4 separate regions of the Sus scrofa genome follow, and all the other regions are linked to region 1. A link is a contact called in public Hi-C data. All regions are on one chromosome and are shown on one strand. The core of a region is the stretch at or near the end of the contact, and the rest is flanking DNA. Distances in the headings are between cores, read along the strand shown. Region 1 overlaps AUTS2 (AUTS2, activator of transcription and developmental regulator). Region 2 overlaps AUTS2 (AUTS2, activator of transcription and developmental regulator). Region 3 overlaps AUTS2 (AUTS2, activator of transcription and developmental regulator). Region 4 overlaps AUTS2 (AUTS2, activator of transcription and developmental regulator).

The links. A called contact is a pair of places that touch in the nucleus more often than the background predicts.
Region 2: a Hi-C map of liver shows a contact between it and region 1, with 4 times the contacts expected there. The contact joins two enhancer-like sites. A contact is called at or near these places in 3 of 47 Hi-C or Micro-C datasets (liver and skeletal muscle).
Region 3: a Hi-C map of liver shows a contact between it and region 1, with 4 times the contacts expected there. The contact joins two enhancer-like sites. A contact is called at or near these places in 1 of 5 promoter capture datasets (liver) and 3 of 47 Hi-C or Micro-C datasets (all in liver).
Region 4: a Hi-C map of liver shows a contact between it and region 1, with 2.2 times the contacts expected there. The contact joins two enhancer-like sites. A contact is called at or near these places in 4 of 47 Hi-C or Micro-C datasets (liver and skeletal muscle).

What each region holds. Positions count from the first base shown.
Region 1 is chr3:14,303,587-14,307,668 of Sscrofa11.1, reverse strand. All of the region lies in intron 4 of AUTS2 (AUTS2, activator of transcription and developmental regulator), which reads right to left. Among named protein-coding and RNA genes, the nearest start is that of GALNT17, 720 kb to the left of the region's middle. Within about 2 kb of position 2,143, at least 2 of the 83 cell types and tissues checked have an H3K27ac peak or open chromatin away from gene starts, as enhancers often do. A contact at or near this core is called in liver, where this site is marked.
Region 2 is chr3:14,081,427-14,085,508 of Sscrofa11.1, reverse strand. The region is part of intron 2 of AUTS2 (AUTS2, activator of transcription and developmental regulator); the gene reads right to left. Among named protein-coding and RNA genes, the nearest start is that of AUTS2, 520 kb to the right of the region's middle. Within about 2 kb of position 2,313, at least 15 of the 83 cell types and tissues checked have an H3K27ac peak or open chromatin away from gene starts, as enhancers often do. A contact at or near this core is called in liver, where this site is marked.
Region 3 is chr3:14,484,864-14,488,945 of Sscrofa11.1, reverse strand. All of the region lies in intron 5 of AUTS2 (AUTS2, activator of transcription and developmental regulator), which reads right to left. Among named protein-coding and RNA genes, the nearest start is that of GALNT17, 540 kb to the left of the region's middle. Within about 2 kb of position 1,740, at least 8 of the 83 cell types and tissues checked have an H3K27ac peak or open chromatin away from gene starts, as enhancers often do. A contact at or near this core is called in liver, where this site is marked.
Region 4 is chr3:14,463,282-14,467,363 of Sscrofa11.1, reverse strand. All of the region lies in intron 5 of AUTS2 (AUTS2, activator of transcription and developmental regulator), which reads right to left. Among named protein-coding and RNA genes, the nearest start is that of GALNT17, 560 kb to the left of the region's middle. Within about 2 kb of position 2,218, at least 3 of the 83 cell types and tissues checked have an H3K27ac peak or open chromatin away from gene starts, as enhancers often do. A contact at or near this core is called in liver, where this site is marked.

The sequences.
Region 1 (4,082 bases), core at 894-3,393:
GAGCCACAGCAATGTGGGATCCCAGCTGCGGCGTCTGCGACCTACACCACAGCTCGTGGCAATGCCCGATCCTTAACCCACTGAGTGAGGACAGGGATTGAACCTGCAACCTCATGGTTCTGTCAGACTCGTAAACCACTGAGCCACGACGGGAACTCCAACATGCATTATTGTTATATGCATTGTTAGTTGTTTTGGTTTTGTCTTATAATGAGTATATTTTATTGATTTTACCTTTTAATAAAACTACATATTTCAGGTATACACATGCTTTAATATACATATACATAGTGAAATCATTCCCACTACAGTCAAGCTCGTTGACATAATCCTCTCCTCCCGGAGTTACCATTATATGCGTTTGTATCTGTGTGTGGTGAGCACACCTGCAATTTATTTTCTTAGTGAACTTCCAGATACAATACATTATTAGCCACTCTAGTCTTCTGGTTTTCAGAGTATTCACTTTTGAGAGACACCATGCTAGAACTCTTAACTATGCAATCAGATAAACTAATGGATTTTGATAAACAAGCAGAGGCTCTTAGAGAATTAAAGACAGCAGTCGGCCAGCTCCTAATTAAGATCACTCAGCTCTCCCTTTGTTTTTTATTTTGTAGTTTTTTCTTTTTTTCCTGAAAATAAATGCTCTTACTTTCTTTTAGGGCTGCACCTGCGGCATAAGGAAGTTCCCAGGCTGGGGGTCAAATTGGATTTACAGCTGCCAGCCTACACCACAGCCACAGCAACGTGAGATCTGAGCTGCGTCTGTGACCTACACCAGAGCTCGCGGCAACGCTGGATGCTTAACCCACTGAATGAGGACAGGGATGAACCCATGTCCTCATGGTTATTAGTCAGGTTCGTTACTACTGAGTCATGACAGGAACTCCTCCTTCTCTTTTGAAATCTTGAGGAAGGAGCTGTCCAAATGATTCTTTGAGCAAAGATCCCAAATTCAGGCCATATTAAAATAATTGTGTCAAACAAATATTAATTGCAAATTTAAAAGATAAATAAAATCTAACTAAGTAGAAATGATTCAAAATGCTACAGAATATAACCAAATGCAAGCACACTTTGTCTATGCAGACAAATATATCACAAGAGAATTGCATATGCCATTTCATCAACTCTAAGATACCTTATTTACACATTTCAACATCTCTGAAACTGAAATCCATCTTCAAATCGATGGCATGTCAGTTTAATTGTCAGTATATATTCTTAGCGGTACATAAAATAATGTTGTATCTTGCCACTGATGGCACCTTCAATTAGATGAAGTATGGTTTTATCACTGCAACCGTTAATTCCTTTGATGGTGAAGGAAAGGGCAGATAAATCAAATACTAAATGTTATCAATTCTTCCTTTTACACACACACACACACACACACAGAAAACAAAAGAAAACTATCACTACTTTCTCTAGGTAGAGCAATTTCTCCCATTCCACACATAGATACACCATTTTGCACAAACACACACACACAGACAATACAGCCATCTTAATATTTTGATTCAAAGCACAGCTAATATTCTGAATGGTACCAACAGTAGCTTTTTCAGGATTCAAAATCCATCTTCTACCCTTACTACAGAACATAAATGACATAAACTTCTCCTCAATAGCATAAAAAATTCATATTCTATCTATATAGCAGCTGCTATGTTAGGTTTATGTCAACAATTGGTCTGATTTTTTAATAGCATAAATGTTTAAAGAGGTAGCAATTCCAGCAAAATATCTATGGGGATACTGAAAGCTGATATATGTCAGAGTAGAGTCGTTTGGTGCAGAAGAAGTAATTCTCTATATTTTATTCTTTTCTGTATGCCTTTCCTTCTCCTCCACAAAAGCCCTCCTCATAATGGTTCATTACTTCCACCAGCTAAACTCGGTAAGTGTCGTGGTCTTGATCCTGTACCCTGAGGATAATATTTACTGAGCTTCCCTCTTCAAAGTCACAGTCCAAAGTCCATGAGAAAAATCAAACGCTTTTTGTGAAATGGGGTGATTTCTAAAATCACTCTCAGATCTAAAATCCTATGATTTTGCAATCCTCTTTTGGTGCTGAAGTGCACTTTCTGAAACAACGCAAGCCCCAAGGGTCATGGGCAACCTAAATCAATTAATCAATCAATTTCTCTCCTATGGTGTTTGTTCTGTTTGTTGGTGGTGGTTTTGGGGGTGGGGTGAAAGAGCAGTAAATAAAACAGACAGCCGCACGAGCTTCCTCAATGAAACCCAAGCTTTAGGTAACAGTCTACCCTTGAATAGTTCCTCTGTACCAGTGGCAGAATAGAACAGCCTTTAAACACTTAACTGACACGGTTTGTTTGTTAATATGATATACACATGTTCTGAGACGTTACTGTGACTCTTCAAAGCACTGAACAAATAGTAATTTAAGCAAAATAACCACATTAGGTAACTGTGATAGAAACTGCACAGTAGATTTTAATACTAATATAGACCATGATGTTCTTCTTCTTCGTATGAAGCCAGGAATCCACAAGTGTCCTGTTACTTGTATCTTTCAGGTTTTCAAACTGTGGGCCATGATCTGTTGTATGGAATGTCTTTTCTATGGACTTCTTCTCACCTTCTCACCTTAACCAGGGAGAAGAAGAAACTTTCTTCAGCTCTCACTGTCTCTTTTGCATTTCCCCATGGATGTCAGAGGCGGCCGTCACTGGGCCACCTGAAGAGTAGGTGTGATTTCTTTACGGTAAGCGGTCCCTTCTCTAGACCTGTGTATCTCCGGACTGCAGGTGCCGCACAGATTAGGGGGGGGTCTGCGTTCCTGATCCATGGAGCTGGCTCGCAAGTGCTCTGTGGGGCCCAGGCTATAAATTATGGGCAGACCATTAGGAGGCTCCACTTTAAAAGGATCTTGGTAGCCCTTCCAATCTGGCTTTTGCCTGAGTGCCCTGCATTTTAGGAATTACTGGGTGTTTACCCAGAAATCAATAAAGCTGATAATTTGGCTCTCAGTTCTCATTCTTATTCATTCATTCTCTCTTTCTCCCTTCCTCCCCTACACACACACACAGATACAGACACAATTGTAAGGATACAATCAAGACTACAGACATACAGAGATCCCTGAAGTGGAAAGGAAAACACCTAATATAGTTACTATATTCTTTTGAAACTGTATCAGTTAGACAAAAATACCTTATACTTTACTGAGTAAACAAACTTAAGAGCTGGAGAGGAACAGAGAAGAAAAACTGATTCTTGTCATATGCGTAAAACTGAAACACTGGCTAATGATGTGGCAATCTAACAGACCCTGACTGTGCTGGTGTGTGGGGTGGGGAGGGTGTGATTTTGTTTGGTCTCTTGATAACCAATCAGCTGCCCAAGCCTCCAGATGTTTGTAGTCTGCTCTGTTTCCACTTCTGAATGTACAGATGCTCTCAAAGGTCTACCTTGACTCCTAAGCAGTGAACTCTCTGGCTTACGAAGGGTGTACATAAGAGGGAAGTGAGGGAGGAACAAGATGATGAGAGTCCTAAAGCTTCAAGTATGTACCATTTACCGAGCACATATTATGTGCAGACACTGTGATAAACTGATACATACTGCTTCTCTTTTTAGGACCACATCCACAGTAGATGGAAGTTCCCAGGCTAGGGGTTGAATGGGAACTGTACCTGCCAGCCTACACGACAGCCACAGCAACACGGGATCCAACCATGTCTGGGACCTACACCACAGCTCACTTCAACGCCGGATCCTTAACCCACTGAGCGAGGTCAGGGATCGAACCCACATCCTCATGGATACTAGTCAGGTTACTGCTGGGCCATGACCTCAGGAACTCCCTATATTGCTTCATTTAATTCACTTCTCACCATAATCCTGTGAAGTGGGAATTATCATTCTCACTTCATAGGTAAGAAACTCTGGGTCTGACAGTTGATGCCACTTGCTCAAGGTCACACAGCTGGCAAGTGAAGCGCTAGGAGTCAAACCCAGGTGCGACTCCCTCCAAAGCTCAAGTTCTTTACCGCTGTGCTCTACAGCTCTCCCCGAAGACACACAAACATTTGACATCAAGACAATTTCAC
Region 2 (4,082 bases), core at 1,064-3,563, 220 kb after region 1:
TTTTTCTTCACATCCAATTTGCTATCTCAGGAAACTGTCCTAGACAAAGAATTAACAGATCAAAAGATGTTAACATTGTGTAGACTCTTAAAACATAAAAAGGCTTGTGTAAAAGCGACAGTTTCACTGTACTTTTTCCAGCAGTGACTAGTATCATTTCTACAAATATTGTCAATTTAATAAGTTTAAAAATGGCATCTCTTTGTTACTTTTAATTGCATTTCTTTACATATTACATGTACTACACTCTTAGATACTTAATTCCCATCTTTGGAGTTCCTGTTGTGGTGCAGCGGAAACGAATCCAACTAGTATCCGTGAAAATGCGGGTTTGATCCCCGGTCTTGCTCAGTGTGTTGGGGATCCTGCATTGCCATGAGCTGTGGTATAGGTTGCAGGTGTGGCTCAACTCCTGCATTCCTGTGGTTGTGGTGTAGGCGGCACCTCTGATTTGACCCCTAGCCTGTGAATTTCCATATGCTGCGAGTGTGGCCCTAAAAAACAATTAATAATAATAATAATTATTATTATATATTATTATAAATATATTATTATCATTATTATCCTCATTCCAAAGAAGACTCTCAGGGAAATAAGAAAGTGAGTTTCAAAAAGTTTAAGAAAAAATAAAAGAGACTTTGAGATTCTTAAAATTATCCCCTGGGTTAAGATCTGGAAAGTAAGGTTTTTAAATGAAACTTGAGAAATAGTTGGTAAGGGTGATTATTATACACAGACAAAAGACATCCAGTTTTTATTTCCTCCATCAAAGATAACCTCAAATATTTGTCTTCCCTTGAGAGAAATGAAAATCAAAACTCTTTTTACTGGGTAGAGAGAAAGGACTATTTATCTCCAAAATAAAACAGCATATGCTTTAAAATTATCTCTTTTTAAAATAACTTAATAAGTTAAAATTTCATAATTTATGATCAATCACTTGAGAAACTAGTCAAAAGTAACTTCAATTGCCTTATAAGTATGTGCTTCTGAAGTAAAAATTGCAACACATCCTACAAGTGATTCTGAACCATGATTTTACAAAATCACTTTGAAATTACGGCAAAATTATCTACATTTATTTTTTATTATTATGGCACCAACTATTCCTGCAGAATGCAAAGATCTGTCAGCAACATCACTGAAGCAATCAACTGAGCTTATAAGACTTAATTCTTTTTTAGTCAAAATATAATTCAGAAAAGGATCTGGCCAACAAAGTTTTTAGCCAAGACAACATTTTTTGCCTTGAGTTTTGCTAGACAAAAGATAGATGAGACCTTGCTTTCAGTTCATTTAATGTACTGGTTTGGCTGTTTAATTTTCTTTTTATCATGGGGGAGGCAAAGAAATAAAAAGTGAAATGCAATAATACATCACCAAAATGTGTCTGGTTGGTGTTGATAGGAAAGTCGGATGAAGGTGATGAGACAGTATAAGTTCCTCAAAGTTATTTGCTCAGGTGCTATATTAGGGCGCTGTTCACACACAAACATAAAGAGATGCCCAGGCATATACTTCAAATCTTTGTTCACTTTGCCATTCATTCATTTTCAATCATTTGTCTATTCATTCATTCACTCACTTATTCAATAATTAGTAAGTACCTACCATTGCTCTGGGCTTTAAGTATGAATAGAACAGACCCTAAGTTAAATCTTGGAGGAGAAAGAAATGTAACCCACTGATAAAGTAATATTTTCTACCTGAGGAGACAGGAACAGAGGATGAAGCAACTCACGATATTACCAGCTCAAGTTCACATGGTTTTGAAAGTCATATGGAGCTGTAAGGTTAGAATTGCTAGCTCTAAGGCAAAATTTCAAGAGGGGACATACATCCCCCAGGTTAAGACTCTTGAAAGAGTTTCACCATGCATTTTGGAGGTGTGACTTCCATCCGGATCAATCAAATATCACATTTACCCTTGGGTCTATATGACCAAATTACCCCTAAATTACAATCCTGAGTAAACACAATGACCCATGCACCAAACAGTTCCCCCTTGGAAGGCATTTGAATGAAGGAAATCTAGGCCTTGGCTCCCAGCAATGATAAACTCTCCAGCAAAGAGAAAATAGTATCAGTAGAGCGGTGTGCAGACAAGATAAACTACTTTCTTTTGTTCCAAGGCCTAAAAGCAGCCATTGTATACTATCTGCTGGCTGGATTTGTGTTGCTTCCATTGCTGTGTTAAAGGAGCTATTTCTGGAGCTGACCTCTGTATAAAAGCTGGGGTGAGCTGAGCTTTTCTGCCTATTAGAGTGAGCAGTAGAGCAAAGGGTAAACCTCTCTGAGTGGATGGGTCAGAGTACACAGACACTGATTCAGGTTTAGCTGACAGCGCCAGGGAAGGCATTTCTAATCTCCCCAGTTAGTACTAAATCAGCATGGTGTACACGAGCCCTTGACAGAGGACAGACAAATGGGACTCACTAAAAGGATAAAGAGCGGCCTGGTGAAGCACAGACGCTGAATACGATCCAAAGCTTTCATTTCTTAAGCTAAAAATGCTTTGCCGAAGCCACATCCATTCAGGACAAGTCTTGGCTCTTGGCTCTTCTGTAGTAAAATGACGCCTTCTAGTCTGATCCTGAGAAAACAGACGATGCCCATTCCAAGAATTTAGAACGCAGTAATTAAAAGGCATATTCTTGCCTCCCCCTCTATTTGCTGTTGCCTGGAGAAGAGAAAAGTCAAAGAAAAATTAGGCGGCTGCCACCCGAACCATTGTCGTTACCCAAGGCAGGGTAATTCATGGTTTGATTTTCTGCAGGCCCTCCTGACCATCCATCATGTCAAGCCACAGAACAGAAGAAATGCGACCAAGCAGGAACGTGAGCTCTTTTCTGAACCGTTCTCTTCAAGTTTACAAACACATCCAAAGAAGGGAAGGGAGGGCAGGCACACAACAACTCAAAGGGACACTGCCAAAGGGGTGCTGTTCGATAGCTGAGACTTTCCTAATCTCAGAGCACTTTTTGTTTGTACTGTCCTCATACTCTACAGAGTGTTATCTAAGAGTGTTCTCCACGAGATGCGAGGATCCCTGGTTTGCCCATGAGGAGACTGAGGCTAAGAGGCCCTAACTGACATGCCCAGGATTCACACAGCCAGAAAGTAGGAAAGCTGAGATCCTAACCTGGCTCAGGGTTAAGACTCCAGAACCTGGCTATTAATCACTCTGCTCTACAAACACAACCTCCTGTTAAGTGTGTAAATGGAATTTTTATATATAAAATCCCATCTAAATCCAGCAGAATAACTTGCTATTTTAAAGACACCTAGGGTGAACCATTTTGAAGGGGGGAGAAAAAAAAAACTCTGCAGCCAGGAAAAACATCCATCCCTTGGTTTGTTTACCTTGTAAATCCAAATGGTGGGTGACGGCATCTGCTGAAAACGAGGCGGATCTGCAAATGCCAAATGTGGTGTGCCTGCCAGTGTCCATCAAGCTGCAGGGGTGATGGGGGAAGGGGGAGAAGCCTTTACCTGTGCGGACGCTCACACACAAACAAGATGCAAAGTGCTCACTTTGTAGCTTACAACTCATACAAAGGATTCTTGGCTTCACATGGGAAGCAAGGAATCACAGATCTCCTTATCAGAGGGAAACCAAGAGTCTCCTACCCTCAGAAAAAGAAGATATGATCCCCACAGATGACCTAATAAGAAAGACTGAAAAGGTTGTCCTGGAAAGTAATATTGGCAGGAAGGGTTTAGGCCTGAGTCTTCCACCTCCCAGTACACAAGCCAGTTCCTCTTCAAACTCTACCTGCGGGGACTTCAACACCTGGCCTCGTATCCTAAAACAGCAGAGCAACTTATCACTTACAATAACACTGACGGGCAAGTCCAAACTGTATTAAATATGACAATGACCAGCTATTTCACAGATTCCAAGAGCTTAGGAACTTGTTTAAAATGAGAGATGGGCCCCAATTTAGACCTGTCAAAATGGCATAAATATCACTGTCGAATGATCAAACCACCTTAGGAAAAAAAAATTGGAACTTGTTAAAAAAAAAAAAAAAAAAAACCAATGTGTATTGTGTATCGGGATAAATATGTCTTATTGCTAT
Region 3 (4,082 bases), core at 491-2,990, 180 kb before region 1:
ATGGTCTGGCCAACCTCATATGCCACTTACCCAAAGTTCACTCCTGTCCCCCCAAACTGGGCTGGCGACCATTCCTCCTACATCGAGTATGTCTCCCCGGTGCCTTCCAAAATCAGCTCATCCTTTTTTCTTTCTTTCTTTTTTTTTTTTTTTTTTTTTTTTTGCTTTTATTAGGGCTCCACCCAAGGCATATGGAACTTCCCAGGCTAGGGGTTGAATCGGAACTGTAGCTGCTGGCCTACACCACAGCCATAGCAACCTACGATCTGAGCCACGTCTGTGACCTATACCACAGCTCATGGCAACGCCTGATCCTTAACCCACGGAGTGAGGCCAGGGATCGAACACACATCCGCATAGATACCAGTCATATTTCTGCTGCGTCTTGATGGGAACTCCAAAAACATCAGCTCATCCTTTAACCGCCCTCCAGGAGCCGTCAGCACTGCCTCTCACCCGCTTTCTTGGGATCACGCTGGCAATGACAATACTGGGTAATGCAAGCCTCTAGCAGGCTAACCGGTAATTGTGAGACACTGGGCAAGTTACCTAAACTTTCTGCGCCCAGTGGCCTTTCAGATGGGGATGGAAAAAATGATGCCTCCTGCACTGCGTCATGGTAGAGATGAATGGAGTTGGTCTATGCAGAGTGCATACAGTGGCGGCCCAACAAATGCCAGCCTTCATACGGTTTGTCACACAGGGTGGCACCTGCTCAGATGTTGTTCCGAACGACTCTGTAGTGGCCTCACCAATACCTCTTCGACCAGACCAGAAGTTCCTAGAGGATAGATGCTATGCCTAAAACCTGCTGGAAATGCCTCAGAGCGATATACATGATGGGGATTCAAAGAGCCCCAGAAGAGCAACATCCGTGGGTATCTACTGTGTCTCAAGATTTGCAATAGATGCTGAAGAACCAGGATGGAGGAGCTTTGAGGAGCTCACCTTGGGGAGGGGGCTATGCGAGGAGGCACATCTTTTCTAAACTAAGAGCATCCCCCACCCCATTTTTTTCTTGGGACTGCCTCTAAATCCTTCGGGAAGAGGCTGGTGGCAAGCTTGCATTGGTATGAGCAGAGCCACAATTTGTTGAACATTTTGCTTTGATTAAAAATTAATAGCTGCTTTTGACCCATATGGATTAATTCCACTCTCTCTAAGTATCTCCTTAATTGACAAAATACCATTAGGTGAAAGAACCAATTAAACCAGCACATGACTCCCTCCCTCCTTCTGCCAGCCTTCATCCTCCTTCCTCCCTCTCCGTGTTGTCCTGCCTGAGTGTTTTAATAGACCATTTCCATCCCAGCACAGTGAGACGAATTCCTCAGTAAACACACAAGAACAAAGGTGGGAGGTGTGCTGGGTGCAGAGGCGAGGCCATGCTGAACCCACCAACAAGCGGAGGAGGAAGGCCTGCGGAAGGGAGGAAAAGACAAGCGATCCACTTCCATGGCCTGAAGAGACTGACAAGTGCAGCTCCTGTCAATTAACCGGCACTCCCAAGCTCATCAGCCATCCGAGGCTGCTCAATGCGCAGCTTTGTCTTAGTTTGGCACAACTCCCTGCTAAACTCCCCGGAAAGTGCTGACAAGGTTACTCTAATAACTGGCTGGACAAAGTCCACCCACTGTGCATTGCAACACGTGCTCTGCGGCCCTGGCAAAGGGGCACGAATCGCCCTGTCAGGCTGCAGGAAGAGGTCAGCGGGAGGAAGAAGGGTAACAAAGTGCTAGGACCAGGCCCCAGGGGTAAAGACTGTGCCCTCTGCTGGGGTTTGCGAAAGCTTCTAGGTCTTACTGAGTGAGTGTTTCTCGCCTCTTTCTTCCTAAGCCTCTGCCAAGGTGGGTGAATGGGAACACTGTGTCTTTATTGGGGCTGGAGAGCTTTAAGAAACCTCCACTGGGGATGGATCCAAAGGACTCACTGCCCTGAAACAGGAGATGCTTTTATGCCTAAACCCTTCTTTCATCCGGAGAACTACAGACAAACAGCTTTCCAGGGGAGTGTCTGAAAGGAACCAAACTGGTCACTTCCAACGTCGCGAGTAGGCAGCTAGGGACCAAAGTGACTGAGGACAGATTCTGTTTTCCTCAGCTCTGTTTTCTTCAGTTTTTTACAATGGCACAGCCCAACACGGGATCCAGGTCTGTGCCTTCTCGTAGTTGTACACTGAGACAGCAATGGGACACAGGGAGCTGCATTTTAAAAAAATCTGGAAGGGTCTTCGGAAATCACCTACTCAGTAATATGTATCAGAAAAATTTCAAACACAGAAAAGCGGAAAGAACTTTACAGCGAACACCCCCCACATACCCGACACCGGTGTCCTTCTACTTAACATTTGATTAAATTTGCTTTATCATGTACCTATCCCACCTGGCCAGCCTAATAGTTACCTATCATTCCAACTTCCTTTAATTGCTTTAAAAAATGTTTTTTTTTCCTTTTTTCATGAAAATATTTACAGTGTTGTGCCAATTTCTACTGTATAGCAAAGTGACCCAGTCATACATATATATACATTCCTTTTGCTGTATTATCTTCCACCATGGTCTATCCCAAGAGACTGAATACAGTTCCCTGTGCTCTACAGCAGGATCTTCTCATTGCTTATCTGTTCTAAATGGAATAGTTTGCATCTACTAACCCCAAACTCCCGGTCCATCCTACCCGCTCCCCTCTCCCCCTTGGCTATCACATGATCCAGCAATTCCACTCCCGGGCATATATCCCAACAAAACTACAATTCAAAAAGATACATGCACCTGTATTTATTTATTCACTTTTTTGTCTTTTGTCTTTTCAGGGCCGCACCCGAGGCATATGGAGGTTCCCAGGCTAGGCGTCTAATCGGAGCTGTTGCTGCCGGCCTACACCACAGCCACAGCAACGCCAGATCCAAACTGCGTCTATGACCTACACCACAGCTCACGGCAATGCCAGATCCTTAACCCACTGATCGAGGTCAGGGATCGAACCCACAACCTCACGGTTCCTAGTTGGATTTGTTTCCACTGTGCCACGACGGGAACTCCATGCACCTGTATTTTCACAGCAGCACTATAGTCAAGACATGGAAACAGCCTAAATGTCTATTGACAAATAAATGGATTAAGAAGATGTGGTACATAAAAAATGTATTTTTATTTTATTATTATTATTTTTATAGCCACACCTGTGGCACATGGAAGTTCCTGGGACTTCCATAGAAATCGGGACTGCAGCCGAGGCCTACCACAGCAATACCGGATTCAAATGGCATCTTTGACCTACAGCGCAGCAATACTGGATGCTTAATACTCTGAGCGAGGTCAGGGATCGAACCCACATCCTTACAGAGACAATGTCGGGTCCTTAACCAGCTGAGCCACAACACAAACTCCTAAAAAAAAAAACCCAATTTTTAAAAAGCTACCTGAAGAACACTTTTTTCTAAGTCAAGTCTTTGGAGAAAGGCAAATCTATGAAACGGACAGAAGTCAAGCTACTCCAGTTGAAGCAGGTCAGGCCCCTGATGTCCTAACAACCCACGCTCACCTCCACCCGCCCCCGGACGCCAGGGAGGACTGTGTGACATTACAGACAACGCCTCACCTGGCAAATGAGCCACTGGGACCCAGGAAGGGTGCCACCCCAAGGCCCACATCCTCATCATGTGTTCTTGGGTAAGTGATCGTATTACCTTGCATTTTTTTTGGTTGTAAAGAGATTACACAAAACGAAGTAAAACCAGCAGCAAGTTCCTGGCGCGTGGTAAGTAATGCTCTATAAACGACAGCTGTTCCTTTGCTCATTATTAGCATCATCCGCGTTATCATTACCGACAGTGCCTGGGAGAGGATGAAGTGCAGGCTGGGAGAGGATGTGCAGGTGAGAGGAAACGGTGGGAAGCCTGTTGGGGGCGGGGTGGACACTCAGATCCCACCGCTGGGCCCACAGTCGGCCTGGAATCACTCAGGCAGGCTCACAGTGGTACGTACCTGAGAAGAATCCCTGTGTCTTGCCCCTCTCAAGGAGGTGGTTTCAAGCTTTGAAGGGAGAGTAAGTACAAACATTTTGGGTGCTAATTTCTGCAG
Region 4 (4,082 bases), core at 969-3,468, 160 kb before region 1:
GATCCTGTGTTGCTGTGGCTCTGGCACAGGCTGGCAGCTACAGCTCCGATTAGATCCCTAGCCTGGGAACCTCTATTTGCCATGGTGCAGCCCTTTTAGAAAGGAACAAAAATAATAGTAATAATAATAATAAAGAAATATAGAAGGCTGGAGTATTTGTTGGGAGTCCAGAAAATAAACCCTGGGATGGATAGGCAGTGTACTCAGGCTCGAGTAACAGTTTTCGGAAGTTTTCACTTATCCCCTCCATTTGGAGATGAGCATCCAGAAAAGAAAATGCAAATGTAGCAAAACAATGAACATTTCTGAATCCTAGGGTTATAAAGACAGGCACAGGGTCCCTACTCTTCTCCTGGGCCATGGTTGTATGTTTTGCTGCTATGAAACCGGAAGGAGAAAATTTCGTTCTCTCTGTGCAAAGGGGACAGAATCTCTAAGTTGTCTCCTGATCGGAATGTGTCCTGTTTCACAACCAAGGAGGGGGGTTCTATAAGCAACAGTGAAGGCCCCCTGAGCTTCTGGAATGTTGCTGAGGAGGCATAATTTTTACCAAGTGTGAAACACGGCCAATCAAGGGACAGGACTCTTCCACTACACGCACAAGCCACATGCCCGTCTGCAGTTTGACTTCTCAGCACTTTCTCAGTCCTTCAGGAGCCAAGTTAGGCATGTGGTTTCTGTTGAGTTCGGAACACACGTCTCTGTTGGTTTTCTTGCTGCTTTTCTTAGCAACTGCCCCCTTCCCACACAAGTGAATGCAAAATGATTAAACCAACCAATTTCGCTTGCATTTAAAACCTAGCATGTACCCTGAAGTGTGTGCATATTAAGGGAGAGAGTGCGGACATGGAAAACCTGAGGCTCTGTACTTGCAGTTGGCAGTGACCTAGCAGGCTGTGCTGGGTACTGGTGAACGGGCCACGGGACCAAGTGACTTTTCCAGGTGTCACTCCTATCACTAAGAGCCCAGAGAGAGGAAACTGCCATCAGGAGTCACATTAGAAGCTTCATGAGGAAGACGAGAACCATTCATACCTCTGAAGCAATTGTGTATGTGTGTATTGCATGCATGGATACACCAGCGCCTAAAAACACAAGCATGTGGGGTGGACGTACGCACACATCTCTATAGCTTTCAAGTCTTTTTCTTGAGCTGTTAATTTTTTTTTTTTTTTTTTTTTTTGTCTTTCTAGGGCCACGCCTGCAGCATATGGAGGTTCCCTTAGCCTGGGAACCAATAGGGGTCAAACTGGAGATGCAGCTGCCAGCCTACTCCACAGCTACGGCAACACCAGATCCAAGCCTAGCTCACAGTAATGCTGGGTCCTTAACCCACTGAGCAGGGCCAGGGATTGAACCTGTGACCTCATGGTTCCTAGTCAGATTTGTTTCCGCTGAGCCATGATGGGAACTCCCAGCTGTTAAAATTTTTAAAGCATTAAACAGGAGGAAGGCAAATGCTTCTCTCTGACATTTGTTATAAGGCAGTAGCTCTCAAAACGAGTGGTACGAAAATTTTCTAGGAAGTTTCTAAAACAATACGGATGCTGCGGCCCTACCCCAGATGTTCTGAATCAGACCCTCTCTCCTGTGATGGGTGTCTGGGAACGACAGTATTTGGCACATGGGATGAGGGCTGTGCAATCCACTCCATCACCGTCTGACCCTCCAGGACAGCAGGCTTGCTCTTGGCTCCAGGTTGTGCCTGAAGGAAAAGCTTGATGTTTGGGATAAGGAATTTAAACATCATGGTTCCGGGACTCTTCCAAACCTCACAGCACTTCCATTCAGCCTGTGTCAGGAAGAAGCGCCCTAGGGGATGAAAGCTGAGCCTTGGGTTCCAGTGGGGGAAAAAAAATTACACCTCTTATCCTTTGGCAGGTTTTCTGGCCGATTCTGAGCTTTCGGAAGAGAAGGATAGCTTCCTCCTCTCCCAAGTGAGGCTCTTACTTGGCTCCAAGGAAAACGAATGAAAGTTAACACATAGTGAACACTGACTACAGACCAGGCACGGAGTCAATTTAATTGTTTCAGAACTGTTGGGGGGGGCTGTTGTTACCCCCGTTTCTCAGATATGAGGACGAGGCTTCTCCACGGCTCTAGAGGAGTAAAAGATTGCCCGAGCTGGACCTGGAGGCCCGGAGGCCCAGGTGCTTGACCGGTGGGCCCGACGCCTTCCAACAAACTCCATCACATGGTCCACAAGTTACACAGGAAGTGAGTAAATGGAAAAAGAATGACTTTTAACCTTGATTTCATAACCAAACAGGGGGTGTCTCTTAGCACAATGCGTGGCTGCCAGTGGTAGAGAAAGAGAGCAAACTAGAAAGTACAGGCCAGATATGTGGAACTACGCCTGCTGCCTCTTTGTTCTCATGCTATCGGTTCACTCTGAGGGGGGATCGGAATAGCTGCTTACTTTGGGTGATTAAGGTGCTAAGTGCTGCCTCTTTTCTTTGCACCAACTGCAATGAAGAATGATCCTAAATCTCAGATGCAGTGTGCCCAGCCTTCTCTAACCCCCCACCCAATTTCTGCTCTTCACAAAAGTCCTCCAGGTCCCTGACATGAATGGGAAATATATTCACGTGGCTGGGAGGGGAGGCCAAGAGATGCTGTGCTCAGGGTCTCATCAAAGCCTTTTCCATGTATAAGATGGAATCCTGCATTTATGGAGAGCGCTTCTCTTCTAGCCCCTTTCCCAGTCACTTCCACATTAATTAGTAAGGGTATCATTTTATAAATTGCTGCTTCAGATCAGAGGAAAGCAGAGTTTATCTTAATTCAGTCAGCTGTGTGAAATACAGTACCCTAATTTTAGACCGCCAGCTCTGCAGATCCCTACGGAGAAAGAGAATGACAGGTCTTCCGGAGAGAAATCCCAGTGGGTCCCCTACGAGTCTCACTCTTGCCTCCGACAGCATCCCTGGTGGGGCTGCTGAAGGGATCCCAGGACACTGAGTGGCATCTTTGCCACCATTAGCAATTCAGATTTGAATGCGAGTCCTCCAAGCAGCACATGAAAGCAGCCTCAGTTGGCTCTGGGGCTCTGAGGGGGGCCCAGGCAAGAGGCCCTGGCACAGAGGAGGCTGACAGGGGCCCAGGCTTGGGCACCGAGCGGAAAGTCTGGGAGGATGGTGTGAAAGTCGGTGATAAACACCAGACACTCCCAGTCCAAGGGGGAAGCCTGACTGTCTTAACTCTAACTGGGCCAGGCAGGCACCACGACAATCACAGAGTCCTTATGACTCTTCTGGAGCCCTCTGGGGGAAAGCTGGGTGGCAGGGCAGCTCCGGGTGAAGAAGACCTACAGGGCCACCACAGCTCAAGGGCAAGGCGACTGGGCAGCTGAGGCAGGAGGGGCACGCCTGTCGGATGGACGCCCCCGATGGCCCTCTGTGCCCCATTGTCGCCCCTCCTGTGGACGTGCCTACAGACATCGCCTCATTCTCCTTCCTTGTCCCGAAATCACCCCAAACTCAGAGCAGAGGGTGCTGGCTCTGTTCTCACTGCCCACTCTTCTGGGTAAATACTTGGCTGCTTCCCACACTGGGAGATGGAAACCCAGCGGCAAAGACTCGGGGATTCAGGGCCCACCGCAAACGACAAGCAGGGGTGCTCTACGGATGCAGGAGGAAACGCCTTGGCCTTCAGACCGCACACAGGCAGTGCTGATAATTCTAGAGGTTCCCAGTTAGGTGGCCCTCTAGACAAGGGAGCTAGACACCCTCGGAGAGTCTGCAGCAACTGGCCTGGGACAGGGTCTGGGACTTGGGAGCTCCCAGGGGACTTCCGAAGCACCGTCTAGGTTGAGATGGCTGATCAAGACACCCACATGAACCTAAAACTGGACGTCTTGTCCTTGCCACCTTCTGCTGCTGCTAGAGACTGTGACACTTCTGAACTCACACCGCCTTTCAAGAAAGAATGTCTACTGGGCTGGGAAACCCCAAGGAAGCCTCAGCCCCTTGGAGAAGGGCCACCCACCTGGCCAGTGAGAGGGACCATCATCTGTAAAAGATCTCCTGGAGCAGCCAGGAGTGCCAGCCCCTCCCTGGGTGCTCGGGATGCCCGACAGAACG